2 separate regions of the Sus scrofa genome follow, and region 2 is linked to region 1. The links are chromatin contacts, called in public Hi-C maps. All regions are on one chromosome and are shown on one strand. Each heading gives the region's core, a stretch centred on a gene start, on an enhancer-like site or on the middle of the called end of the contact. The rest is flanking DNA. Distances are from core to core; before and after follow the strand shown.

Region 1 (6,986 bases), core at 3,583-6,082:
TTATTTAGTTAAGTTTCTTAACATGGCTTGTAAAGGGATATTTATTCTCTGGCCTCTTTCAAATATGTGGGTTATGTTTTCTCCAGCAACTTTCTAGCCTGAAGGGTAGGACCAGACGGCTTTTCTCTGGATCCCAAGAATGGGGTTCAGCATTTGGGTATGCTCCCCTTCTTTTTTTGTCACTTGCCTGATGACTCAGAATTCTGTATGGGGAAGATCTTCAGACCCTCTGTGTGTTAAGAGTTTAATGTTTATGGAAAAATAGGATTTTTCTTCCCCCCTCAGAGGATAGAACCTTAGCCATCAGTGCCTTGGGAAAGCCAAGCTCTTTGCTATCCACAATACCAAGCCAGGCACCATTTTTCACGTGTTGGAAGTGCTGGAATGGCAGGCTTAGGGCAGAGGAAGGAAACACCCCCTGGAAGATCAGTTTTTGCTTTTTAGGGCTGCACCCACGGCATATGGACGTTCCCAAGCTAGGGTTCGAATTGGAGCTGCAGACGCCAGCCTACACCACAGCCACAGCAACACCACATCCAAGCCACATCTGCAACCTATGCCACAGCTGTGGCAATGCTGGATTCTTAACCCACTGATCGAGGCCAGGGATTAAACCTGTATCCTCATGGAATCTAGTCAGGTTCTTAATTGGCTGAGCCACAACAGGAACTCCACGAGAGACCACTTTTAAAAATGGCAAACATTTCCACCACTCAGCAGTTTAGTTTTTTTTTTTGTTTTGTTTTTTTTATTACCTTTGGATCAGTGATGTCTATGCACAAGAAAAGGGAACTTGCTGGAGGTGGTTAGAGCACAAAGCAGCTCATCAACATGGATATTGTTAAAGGAAGCAGCCATCTGACCTTGGGGGGATGCCTGCAGGGCACACTTGGATGTGTGCAGCCCACAGCCACATCGAGGCTGACTGGGGAAAAGGACCTAGAATTAGAACAGGCTCGCCTTTCTGACATACTCATGGTTTCCGGAATATTCGTAAGTGCACTCCTACCTTAAATTCCTTCAGGATCTGATGCGAGAACTTGTGCAATGGGGGTTGTTTCTTTCAATCTCTCTACTTACATCTAAGCTGGAGCCCTGCTCTCCTTAGGGCTGTCCTTTATACTGTTCTAGTCTTTTCCTTGACAGCTGCAGTCAGATGTGTCCAGCGCAGAGCAAAAAGAGCCATGTCGGCAGCCTATACCAACAGCCTTCCCAGCCTGGGTCCCCAATATCCTTGTCAGAGTGCCCCATGGACTCCAGGGTCTCCTGTGATCAGTCACCCTCTAGCTGATTTCCCATAGTGCTGCCCCTGTGGAGCGTCTAAATCACCCCTCGTTTTCTTCCCTTCAGACCCCACCTTTCTTTTTTTTTTTTTTTTTTTTTTTTTGTCTTTTGTTGTTGTTGTTGTTGTTGTTGCTATTTCTTGGGCCGCTCCCGCGGCATATGGAGATTCCCAGGCTAGGGGTTGGATCGGAGCTGTAGCCACTGGCCTACGCCAGAGCCACAGCAACGCAGGATCCGAGCCGCGTCTGCAACCTACACCACAGCTCACGGCCACGCCGGATCCTTAACCCACTGAGCAAGGGCAGGGATCGAACCCGCAACCTCATGGTTCCTAGTCAGATTCGTTAACCACTGCGCCACGACGGGAACTCCCAGACCCCACCTTTCTTAAGTCTTGTCTTTCTCATAGAAGAGCAAGTTTCTGATCAGTTGAACCATGCCAATGTAATTGGTATTTGATGTTTCCCCTGTGGTTTGACTGGGGGAATTGCTGGAGAAATGGAGCCTTATCCTAAAGATGTGGTGGAGTTCCCATCATGGCTCAATGGGTTAAGAACCCTACTGGTATCCATGAGGATGGGGGTTCGATCCCTGGCCTAGTGGGTTAAGGATCTAGTGTTGCCACAAGCTTCAGTGTAGGTTGCAGATGTGGCTCAGATCTGGCCTCGCTGCGGCTGTGGTGTAGCCTGCAGCTGCAGCTCCGATTCAACCCCTAGTCTGGGAACTTCCATATGCCACAGGTGAGGCCCTAAAAAGAAAAGATAGGTGCTGTACTTTGGGGTGCCTTCAGGCGCTGTGCCTGCTGGTTACAAGGGAAATGCTCTAAGGCAAAGAAAGTTGTGCCTTTGGGGTCACTCCACAGAGGCCTGTGCTTCTAGGCCTGCAGCCTTCATCTACCCCGTGCTACAGGAGTCAGGCATTTGGATCTCGCCATATCCATAACAGGTGGTAGGAAATGTTGTATGAACCCATTCTCTAGATTGGGCTCAGCAAGGCTGGGTGACTGTCCAAGCTCTCACAGTGCTCTCTTCATTCTCCTTGGATGCTTGCTAAGGAAGCAGAGCCTTCTGTGATGGGCAGAGCCTGGGGCTCCTGAAGGGATACCACTCCAGGCCTCCCCATTGTCTCACACAGTTAGAACATCATGTGTCACCTGGGTAACACTTCCTCCTCCAGCAGCAGAGCCAGCACCACCAGGGGCCAGTGCGGGGGTGGGGAGGATGTGCCAGACACGATTGGTACCTCCAGCTTCCTGCCCTTTTTTTCCGCAAACCTGTGAGCAAGCTGGCGTTATTTTTATCTGGGGACACGGGCGTGGGAAGTATTTGTCAGTGTCATCTGGTAAATGCAGTTGAATTATCTGTTGTCCAAGGCACCCCCAAATAAGCAGTGTTAAGCGTGATAAACTGTTCACATTTAAAAATACAGTCCAACTGATGAAAGATCATTTGCTCGCAGGGCTAACATCACAACCCAAGCTGTCAGTGTCAGAGCCCAGCTTTATTTTTACCCTCTTGGGGTTTTGAATCATCACACATAAGGGCTTCTGCTTTTTTATTTTAAACCATTGTTCTGTATCAAGAGGGGAAATGACCAGAGTCTGCGGACTAGATGCCGGGGCAAGTTATATGCGCCGCTATGGTTGAGTGCTGAGTTAGCACCAGCTCCATCTGCAGCCTGCTCGGCGTGCAGGTGTGCGTTGTATACAGCCCCTGGGAAGTTTCTAGACAGTTGCAGGGGTGCGCCCTCCTAGGCCTTACAGTAGACAGAGCCCTGCACTGCGTTGCTTCCCAGTGTTACTCGAGAACTTCCACATCATCTTGCTGGGTCCTAAGAAGATGCCCTGGTGGGGGCGGGAGTGTGCACAGTCTCGCTCCAGGCAGTGGCCGTCAGCTGGGGGTGATTTTGCCCTTGGCAGACATTCGGAAATGCCTGGAGATATTTTTGGCTTCTACAACTAGGGGTGAGGGTGGTGGGGGCTCTGACTGGCATTGAGTGGATAGGGACCTACCATGCACAGGATAGTGCCCCCCCGACCCCCGCCCAAATAATTTGGCCCCAAATCTCCAGAGTGCCGAGATTAGGCAAGTCTGCTCTAGCAGATGGCTTCTCCTCCACCACCCAGTATCTTGCTCAACAGGAGGTGCCTGGTCAGCAAGACCACAGGCAGGGAAAGTGACCGGTGCCAGTCGGCAGCCTTTGATCACAAGAATCAGTTCAGGAAGAGTCTGTTGAGCCATTTACATTGTGCCAGGTCAAGATCGAGCTGAACTTTAAGGGGCTAATGAGCAAGGGATGGTCTCCATTCATCAAGACCCGCCATACTGTATTGTAAACCATGCTCAGCTCGCCAGCTGATTTCATTTTAATTTTTTAATGATTCTTAAAAATTATAGTTGATTTACAATGTCGTGTCAAGTTCTGCTGTACAAAAAAGTGACCCACTCAGACAGATAGATAGATTCCCTTTCCTATAGTATCTTCCCTCGTGTTCTATCCCAAGAGATTGGATAAGGTTCCCTGTGCTGTGCAGTAGGACCTCATTGCTTATCCATTCTAAGTGCAATAGTTTGCATCTACTAATACCAAGCTCCCAGCCCCTCCCCCTCTCTCCCCCATCTCCCTTGGCAACCACAAGTCTGTGCTCTATGTCACACCATGTGATTTTCTAGCCATCGCCTTATTGTCTTCACCACTATGCATGGGCCTGATGGGACAAGTATACTCCGCTTCATTTTGTGGGATACCAAACTGAGGCCAAAGGAGGTGAATGACTTTCCCAAAGTCACATAGCCCCCAAACAGCAGGTCTTCTGGTCTTCCCACTAGATCATTTCTTAGTAAGGATAACCCACCCCTTTCTGATCTCCAGGTTCTCTCTTCTCTCTTGGGTCATGTTGGATCCCCTGTGGATAAAGAATCTTTCCTTTCTTCCATCCATCTTAATATACATGGAAACCCAAATAAGGGCAGGATGCGCCTCCCATCTTAGCATCCACCTTTTCCCTAAGAAACTTCCCTTTACAAGGTGGCCAAGGGGTGAAAAGGCAGACAGGTCACACCTGCCATGGAGGTCCTTGGGCCCCAAGTGGGGAAGGCCAAGGAAGCGAGAAGGAGCTTCTCCTCAGCCAGTCACTTTCCATCCTTGTTATGTCTAGCCCTGTTATCCTTGCCCACATGGGGAATGGGAGACTCTGGGAGGTCTTGGGGCTTGCCCAGGTCCCAGGGCTGGGTGGGAGTCCAATCATCCAGGCCTGTCTGGCCTTCGAGCCCATTGTGCGGACTCTTGATACACCAGTGGTTTTCAAACATTTTTAGCAGCAGTTATTTTTTCCAAACTCGACTTCAGGCACCTCCTCCACCATGTAAAACAGATCCAGCAGAGGGGCTTGGAGTCTGCCTACCCTCCTGCCCATCATCGCCCCCCCCCCACCACGGTTGGCCCGAGGCTCCTTGGAACAACACGGGGGCCCATCTGGTCTGTGGCCTGGAGCTCACGGCTCACTGAGAGGGCCTGAGCGCTTCCTTTAGGGCCACCCCCACCCCTGCAGCGCTGGGCTCAGAGCCGACATCAAGTCCAGATGGGTAGAACCAAAGGGAATGGCATGTTGCAATAGCCAGGCTCGTTTAGATGGAGCCTGGTGCGAACAGCTTCCTTCTGCATCTTTGCTGAAAATAACAGGCATGACAATTGCTTCCACATCCATAGCCCCGTGGTTTCCAAAGGCAGAGCAGGAGCCAGGATCCCCATTGCACAGCTGCAAATTTTGACCTTCCCGAGCCCACTGGACCTCGAGTCCTTCTTTCCGAGTGCCCCACTTCCCACTGTTGCTTAACTTGTCTTCCCACAAACATTTTGGGAGACAGCTTGATAAAAGCTGTGTGTGCCCCCATTACTGCTTCCCTGAGGGATACTGCTCTGTAAATGTTAATGTGACTTTTGAAAACTTCAGCTGTGTCAAAGTTCAAAGTTGCGGGTGGATTTGGGCTTTAGGCTGAGTCATTCTGGAATCCCCATTATAGGCCAAATCTTTTCGTGAGCACTTCAAGGGGTTTTCTCAAATTCTATAAATAGTTGAATAACGCCTGTGTAATCAGCTATTTTTATCGCTAGCCTTCCAGACAGTTTCAGAAGTAATGTGGCTGCTCATTGAAAGTAGGATTTCACAAGTCTTCAGTTTCCAATTGCTTCCAGAGCATGGCCTGTGGGCCTGGCACCAAACAGTTGGGATCCTGAACATCGTTTCTGCCTGAAGGAGGTGACCTGACCCTCCTGGTAAAACCTGGTCCAGGCAAGAAACTCTGAGAGCAGACTCCAGGAATCTCCAGCAAGCTGGATAAGCTGGGCCTCAGCTCCCACTTCTCTCCCACAGAAAATCATGGACAAGACACCGGTCCACCATGTGCCTTGTTTCTCAAATTGCAGGGCTATGGGGCATAGCGGCTCTTTTCTATTTTGGGGGCTCTCAGTTTTTCCCAGGGGTTTTCACATTTCATCACACCATCACCTCATCGACCCTGTGCAGGTCAGAGAGTCTCTTTCTACTTTACAGATGAGGACACTGATTTTTCACAGATTGGCCTGATAGTCACAGGGTCCCTGGCCCCACTCAGACTCATCGCCTCCTTTATTTGGCAGCTGGCTTGCTCCTTGAGCTGAGGCCATGGTGAGAATGCCCACCTCACTCGCTAAAGAGAGCTTGGTGTGATGGATGAAACCTGCCTGGGCTGGGGCCAGCCCCTGATGGATACCTGCCTCCAAGCCCATGGCCACTCTCTGAGCAGGACTGCAGCCAGGCAGGGAGGAATCCCAATTCTACAGAACTGATGGCTGAGCCCTCTTTTCTGGGGGTACCTGCAGGACAGTTCAGGGCAAAGGCAGACTGCTCTGGTATATAAAAAAAAGGCCTTTCCTTACTCTTTAGAGCTGCACCCGCGGCATATGGAAGTTCCCAGGCTAGGGGTTCAATCAAAGCTGCAGCTGCAGGCCTACACCACAGCCACAGCAATGCCAGATCTGAGCCGCGTCTATGACCTACACGACAACGCCAGGTCCTTAACCCACTGAGTGAGGCCAGCGATCAAACCCACATCCTCATGGATACTAGTCGGGTTTGTAACCTGCAAGCTACAATAGGAACTTCCAAGAGGGCCTTTTCAAACAGGATGCCTGTGGGGGAGAAAACAGCAGAAGCAGAATTAGAGACCTGGGTTCCAGCCCTACCAGCCTGGAAAAGATGGTCAATCCCAGGACCTCGTCCTCCAGCATGAGATGTTGTATGGGGCAGAGCCAGGAATATCTGTGGGAAGTGCTTGGGAAAGATGATTGTTATGTCAATGTATGGTGGTACTACTATGGCACAATCAGGCAGGCAGCAGATAAGGCCAGGGCCCAGCCCTGCAGAAGGTCTGGTTAGTGAGGGCTGCCCTAGGTTTTCGGACAAACCTGCACTTGGCGAGTGGTACCTGGAGGTGTCTTCTTGAGGCTGAGTGAATCCTGTGACAGCCTGCTTGCAGGAATTCCTGCTCATTCACCGGTATTCCTGTCAAGCAATCCAGCTCAAACTTCCAGCCTCTTCTGAGGGCTTTTCAAGGCCACAGCCACAGCAGGTGCTGGCTCCCCCTTGCCTGAGAATGAGGCTTCGTGCCTGCATAAGTGCAAGACAGAATTCCCACTGAATCAGCCCAACTTCTCAGCTTCTT
Region 2 (6,272 bases), core at 2,922-5,421, 250 kb after region 1:
AGTGTGCAAGGGAAACACGCCAGTGTGATCCTCCTCAATGGAAGACACGCCAGGGACTCTGTCTACCTCTGTTCCCCAGAAAAACATCACTAGAAGAGCTGCTTGGCTGGAGGGGGTCAGGCTGGGAGGCAGCGTCCCGCCCTCAGTCGGAATCCATGGTGAACAGCTGGATGTCCTGCGGGTTCCAGTATAGGCCTACTGCTGTGTTGTACACCAGGGACCAAACGTAGGGGATAAAAAACTCCTCGGGCTGCTCCTCTTCCACATATTTGAATTTCAGTTCTGGAAATTTCTGTAACGAAAACAAGACAATTTGGTCAATCCCATAGTCCCATGAAAAGGAGCAGTTTATACCTCCTCTGAGGGGTCAGAGGGCCTGAGAGCCCCAGGGACACAAGATCCAGCTTGCCGCTCCGGGGGCGTGTGAGTCACCTGTAGGGAGGGCACACAACCCCACTGGCCCTGGTCAGGGGTGACCATGTGCTGAGAGGAGCAGGGACCAGAACAGTGGACAAGGCGGGGTGAGAAACGCCAGAGTGGGAAACAGCGGGCAGTGTTTGAGCAAGACTGTCTCCTGCACACCGCCGCCCACTGGGTCTTCCTGAGACACCTTCCTCTGGCTGAAGTTCCCCTCAGAACTCCTTGGCCTTGACCCTGAGGGCGGGCGGTGAGCACAGAGGGCCAGCAGTGCTGTGGGTCGCCCCTGCTTTGTGGAGGGGACCTGTGCCTGAGGCGCAGGGAAGGCTTAGTCGCTGCTCTGCAGAGACAGCATGTGCAGTTCCCAGGTCTAGTAAGTAGCACTTTCATTGGGCTTTTGATTTTGTTCTCGTTCTACTCCCGATCTACATATTCCCGCCAGGGCAGAGGAGGTGATTCTCCTCTCCGCAGCCCGAGGAGCCCAGGATTCAGCTAAAAGCCCCACCCACCGCTTCCCTGGCCAAGGTGACTCTGGCAGGAGAGGCTGCAGTTTGGTGATGGTGGCAGGGGTAGGGGGCTGGGGAGAAGCAGGCAACAGCGGAGGGAGAGAGCTGGCAGAGGGCGAAGGGGAAACACTCCCATGAACGCGTGGCCCACGAGGGCAGAGATTTCTACATCCACTGTGTCTGCTGCTGTATCCCGACAGAGAGTGGCCGGACACTTAGTAAATAACTTGCAGAATGAAGCAATCAACCATCTAAGGCTCAACTACGTCCCAGGCACAAGGGTAACCACTTCACGTAAGGCATCTTGCTCAATCCCTCTTATTCATTCCTACACTGGCTGAGCGTCTGCTCCTCAGCACAGGTGGGGGCTGAGCACCAGGACCCGGGGATGCAGGGCCAGCAGCTCCACACAGTTCCTGTCCTCTCGGACGAGCGTCCTTGTGGAGCAGAGACAAAGGAAACAGCAGTAGCAACAGCAAAACAATGATCACCGAGAAGTGAGAAGGGAAGGACAGGAGGCTCCAGAGGCCTGGTGGTGGAGGAGGCAGCCAGGTGAAGAGGGAAGCGTGTTCCTCCTGAGGGAGCAGTACGGAAGGAAGGCATGAGGTGCTTTACACTGGGGGGCAGAGTAAGTCCCGGTGAGCAGGGCCCACAGTGGAGGACGGAGCTGCAGGAAGAATCCAGCTCGCTGCGCGAAGGTCCCAGAAGCATCCGAAAGGTCTCAGAAAGGGGCCCGATGGGACTGGCTCTGAGCAGGGACTGGATCACAGAGGGGAGAACTGGGGGGCACCCAGCAGGGGTGGGGCCTGGGCCAGGTGAGGAGCAAACAGGCCGGAGCTAAAAGGACACTAGTTGGGTGGATTTAAAAGATTTTAAACAGAAAGGAGGGTGGTGGTGGAGGGAGTAGGGGAGCTACATACACACACAGGTTTAAAGGTTCTTAAAACAACATCTGCTTATCTACAGAAAAAAACCCCAAACTCACGGACATGGAGAACAGACTTATGGTTGCCATGGGGGAGGGGGAGGGACTGGGATGCCCTGGGCGTTGGGGGTTGGTAGTTCACACTATTGCATTCAGAGTGGATAAGCAGTGACATTCTGCTGTACAGCACAGGGAGGTATATGTAGTCACGTGATGGAACATGATGGAGGATAATGTGAGAAAAAGAATGTACGTATATGTGTAACTGAGTCACTTTGCTGTACAGCAATAATTGACAGGACACTGTACATCACCTATACTTAAAAAAACAAACCCCAAACCAAAAAACAAAACAACATTCGTAATGATTAAGACTGAACATTTAAGTGCTGGATCCTGAGAGTTCGAGAATGATGAGTGGGGGCTGAGTTGAGCAGGAAATGCTTTGCGGCAAGGTGAGTTTTGAGTTAAATCCTGAAAAAGGTACAGGGATTCATGAAAAAGGAGGCTCCTCTGGTCATGGATGTTACTTCAACATACCACAGACAGCACAGTCCCCATTTATTACGACTTTAATGAAAACCAACTCTATTCCACGCTCCCAGGGCATCAGTAGATACAGAATATACAGCAAGGAGTTGTTTTTTTTTTTGGTCTTTTTGTCTTTTTGTCTTTTCTTGAGCCGCTCCCATGGCATATGGAGATTCCCAGGCTAGGGGTCGAATCTGAGCTGTAGTGGCTGGCCTACGCCAGAGCCACAGCAACATGAGATCCAAGCCGCGTCTGCGACCTACACCACAACTCATGGCAGCGGATCGTTAACCCACTGAGCAAGGCCAGGGACCAAACCCGCAACCTCATGGTTCCTAGTCGGATTCGTTAACCACTGAGCCACAACGGGAACTCCAGCAAGGAGTTTTACAGGTGGGCCGACCTCTAGCATAAGTTACCTACCCCGATATCCTCCTTCATACTCTATCTGCTCCATACTTTGCAGAACCACTCAGATTTAGTGAAAACCCAAGCCTTTTCAGACCCTCAGTGTGTTGACTCAGTTCTTCATTATTGTCGGCATAGGCTAAGTGTGTCTGTGTGCGCTGATGGCAACGCTGACAACAGTGTGGAGGGGAGGATGACTCTTCCTACTGGGCTTGTGGGGTCAGTCTGACTGACAGTGATCAGCTAAGGGACATGGCCCTATTTCTGGCACTCAGTGATCTGACTGGCATTCCACTCCCTTGCCATCTATTCACTAAGTCCTCTCGAAGCCCGCGTGGGTGCACCACAACCGCTCAGCAGCTGGGTGGTCTCTGGGGGCCTGGGGCATCCTTGATGAGCCTTCTCATGTGCTCTGTGCTGCTTTCGGCCTGGAATGAGGTTCTCAGGTATGGGGACAGAGTTCTCAGAGGTGGCAATGTCTTCGCCATGGAATCAGGGGTCTGACAGGCACCAACACAGTAACTTTCTTTTTCCATGCATTTGTAGCAAGAAGGTGTGGCAAGCAGCTTCCAGGTTGGTCTGGAAGGTCCCCACGCACATCATGGTCAGTTATTATGGTGTCCTGCCGAGGCTGATGTGGCCAATATCACTGACAGAAGGTGAAGTGGGGCCTGGAGCAGCTAAGTGCTGGTTCTAGTCATACAGTCTGTGGGGTGGAGTCAGGATTGACGTCTGGGTCTGACTGGGTGGGAAAGTCAGTTTGGAAAGACGCCATTGTTGTAACCACCCCAGCGCTTTGTCCTAAAATCTAATTCTCCTAGGCTCCGAGGAGCCCTTTGGGGTTTGTTCTATGCTCTTTCATTGTGTGGACAGAACCCAGCACCCTACTGGGTCCTTGAAAAATTACCAAACCCACAATGATGTCAACTGATGAGGGACCGCGTTTGAAGACGAAAAGAATTTTACCCCCTAATAACGAAGATGGAAGTCTTGGTTCTTGGAATGGCCTCAACTTCAGAAAACCTCTCACCCTGTCTCGGAGAGGAGTGAGGGGGCTGGGGGCACAGAGGTGGTGGTTAGAAAAGGCCAGACCCCTCCTCCCACCACCCCCCTGCACTGCCTCTTTCCGCTGGAGTAACAACATCCTACATTTCTAAGTGGTAATGTAGCCAATAAGATGCACTTCTTGTTGTAAGAGAAAAATGACTAAAAGATGAGCCTTTTCTCTACCGAGTGACATGTTTAGGGGCTTTCCTACGAAGGCAGGCCTTAGGAAAGGCTGTGAGGCAACTTAACTGAGCCTGCTTCCTGTAGCTCCAGGGAGGGTGGAATGGGAAAGAAAAGGAGCAAACTGCTTTCCTAAGAATTCCTTCCAGCAGAATTAAAAGCAGCTTGGGCAGGAGCCGCTCAGTGGGGTGGCACCACATGTCTGTGCCAGCGCTAAGTCTTCCCCGCCCTCATGGTTTTGGGGAAATTCTGATGACTCTCCAGTTAGGAAGAGTAATGAGTCAAAGGCTGCCTTTAGATCATGCACAGGCGGATCTAGGAAAAGGCCACCAGGAGAAAAGCACCCGGCCACCCCCGTGACCATCCATCCTTTCCACCACCTGGGAAAAATGGAGCTGAAAAGGCCTTGTTTTCATTTTGGCTCAAGTTTACGTGAAAACAATAACCAATCTCACTCTGGAGTAAGTACAATAAACGAATCTCAATGTAGGGTGACTATCAGGGTGGCAAGAATATTCAGACATAGTATCTAATAGTACATACAAATAGTATTTAATATAGTATCAACTTTATCCAGATATGGTATATAATAGAACATACAAACAGTATAATATCAACTTTACCTGACAATAGCATATGTGTATTTCATTATGACGTTTTTCAAGTTGATCAGTAGAAGTTCTTTGCAAAAACTTAACTCTGAGATTCCAGCTAACATTTATAGCTAACAGAACTGACTGCCTATTATATGGCAGGCATGTTCAAACACTTGACATACAGTTACTCTAGTTACTCGTTAATCTTTGAGTAACAAGAAAAAGCACCTGAAAGGCAGACAGATGACTGGAGTTCTACACGCACCTCTTTCCATGCATTCATTCATCAATTCACTGATTCATTCATTCATTAAATACTTACTGAGGGCCTACTGTGTAGCAAGCACAGTACTAAGAACAGACCTATGAATATAATCACAGCATTTACGAGCTGTAAGTTCAGTCCTTATTAGCTGGGTGACTTGAGACAAATCTTGTACCATCACTCAGACCAAAGCTCTCAAAAGATGAGTTTACTCTATGCTGAGATTCTGAATTTAACAGATTTTGAATTCTATTTCACAGGGTTGTGACAATCAAATGAGATGAGCCATGTAAAAGTGCCTTCTAAAGAACCTGACCCAAAAACTATTTATTAACAGCTCAATAAATGTTGGCTGTTAATACTGACATTAAAGTGATCTGCAAATGTAATAAGGTATGCTCTTATTTTAGCACTTTCAGCAATCAAATCCAAAGACTAGAAATACCATCCCTGGCCTGGTCCTAACCTATTTCTCTTATTCCACCCAACTAGACACTTTCTACTTGGCAACACTGTTTCCTGTTATTATAACAGAAACATAAAGAACCTGAGCCTCCCCACGTGAAAACCTAGGAACAAGTGCTGACAAATGGCCTAAAAGGGACAGACTCATCTTCATTAGCACTTTTTTTTTTTCCTTTCTTTTTTTAATGGCTGCACCTGTAGCACATGGAAGTTCCCAGTCTAGGGATCAAACTGAAGTTGCAGCTGCCGGCCTACGCCACAGCCACAGCCACAGCCACGCTGGATCTGAGCCACATCTTTGACCTACGCCGGAGCTCATGGCAACCCCAGATCCTTAACCCACTGATTGAGACCAGGCATCAAACCGCATCCTCATGTATACTATGTCGGGTTCTTAACCTATTGAGCCACAACAGGAACTCCTTCATTAGCATTTTTAAAGAATAAAGTTCTGTCACTGAAAAAAGGTAGGTTCTAAAAAGCTATAGAGTCATCATTTGTTGAATAGTGAGTTACATTAAGAAACTCATAGCTTCATATCTGCGTATAGTCCTGTGGCGGGACTCGACTCGAAGTGGGGATCGGCCCCGAGGAAAGCTTATGGGGCTGCGGTGGTGTTGACAGAAGGGCCACTTCTAAGCCGTGTTTGACATCAGCGTCACAATCTCCCTGCATGATTCTGGGGCGTGTTCAACAACCTCCAACGAGCAGCCTGGGGTGTGGCTGGATGGGGGCTGGAGTGGCTGAGGACTGGCTATTAACCAAGCCAATATAACAAAGCACAAAGTAGAGAGCCTCCTCTTTCCTGCAATGAGTTGTTTTTAAGACAGTGTACTGGGAACGTTTTAAAAAGGTGACTAAGAGGCATAAGTCATAAGAGGGCTTTGCAAACACTAGTCAGTGAACCAGACTGAATGTGTATGCAGCCTCTT

What was found. A called contact is a pair of places that touch in the nucleus more often than the background predicts.
Region 2: a contact with region 1 is called in a Hi-C map of embryonic fibroblasts, with 2.3 times the contacts expected there. The contact joins two enhancer-like sites. A contact is called at or near these places in 1 of 47 Hi-C or Micro-C datasets (embryonic fibroblasts) and 1 of 2 datasets of contacts at active chromatin or transcription factors (alveolar macrophages).

The regions. Positions count from the first base shown.
Region 1 is chr1:98,391,254-98,398,239 of Sscrofa11.1, forward strand. The region is part of intron 9 of CTIF (CBP80/20-dependent translation initiation factor); the gene reads left to right. Among named protein-coding and RNA genes, the nearest start is that of SMAD7, 150 kb to the right of the region's middle. Within about 2 kb of position 4,833, at least 9 of the 83 cell types and tissues checked have an H3K27ac peak or open chromatin away from gene starts, as enhancers often do. A contact at or near this core is called in embryonic fibroblasts, where this site is marked.
Region 2 is chr1:98,643,005-98,649,276 of Sscrofa11.1, forward strand. DYM (dymeclin) reads right to left here. Exons shown (of 17, transcript XM_021092922.1): 17 at 1-292. The coding sequence ends at 143. Among named protein-coding and RNA genes, the nearest start is that of SMAD7, 100 kb to the left of the region's middle. Within about 2 kb of position 4,172, at least 5 of the 83 cell types and tissues checked have an H3K27ac peak or open chromatin away from gene starts, as enhancers often do. A contact at or near this core is called in embryonic fibroblasts, where this site is marked.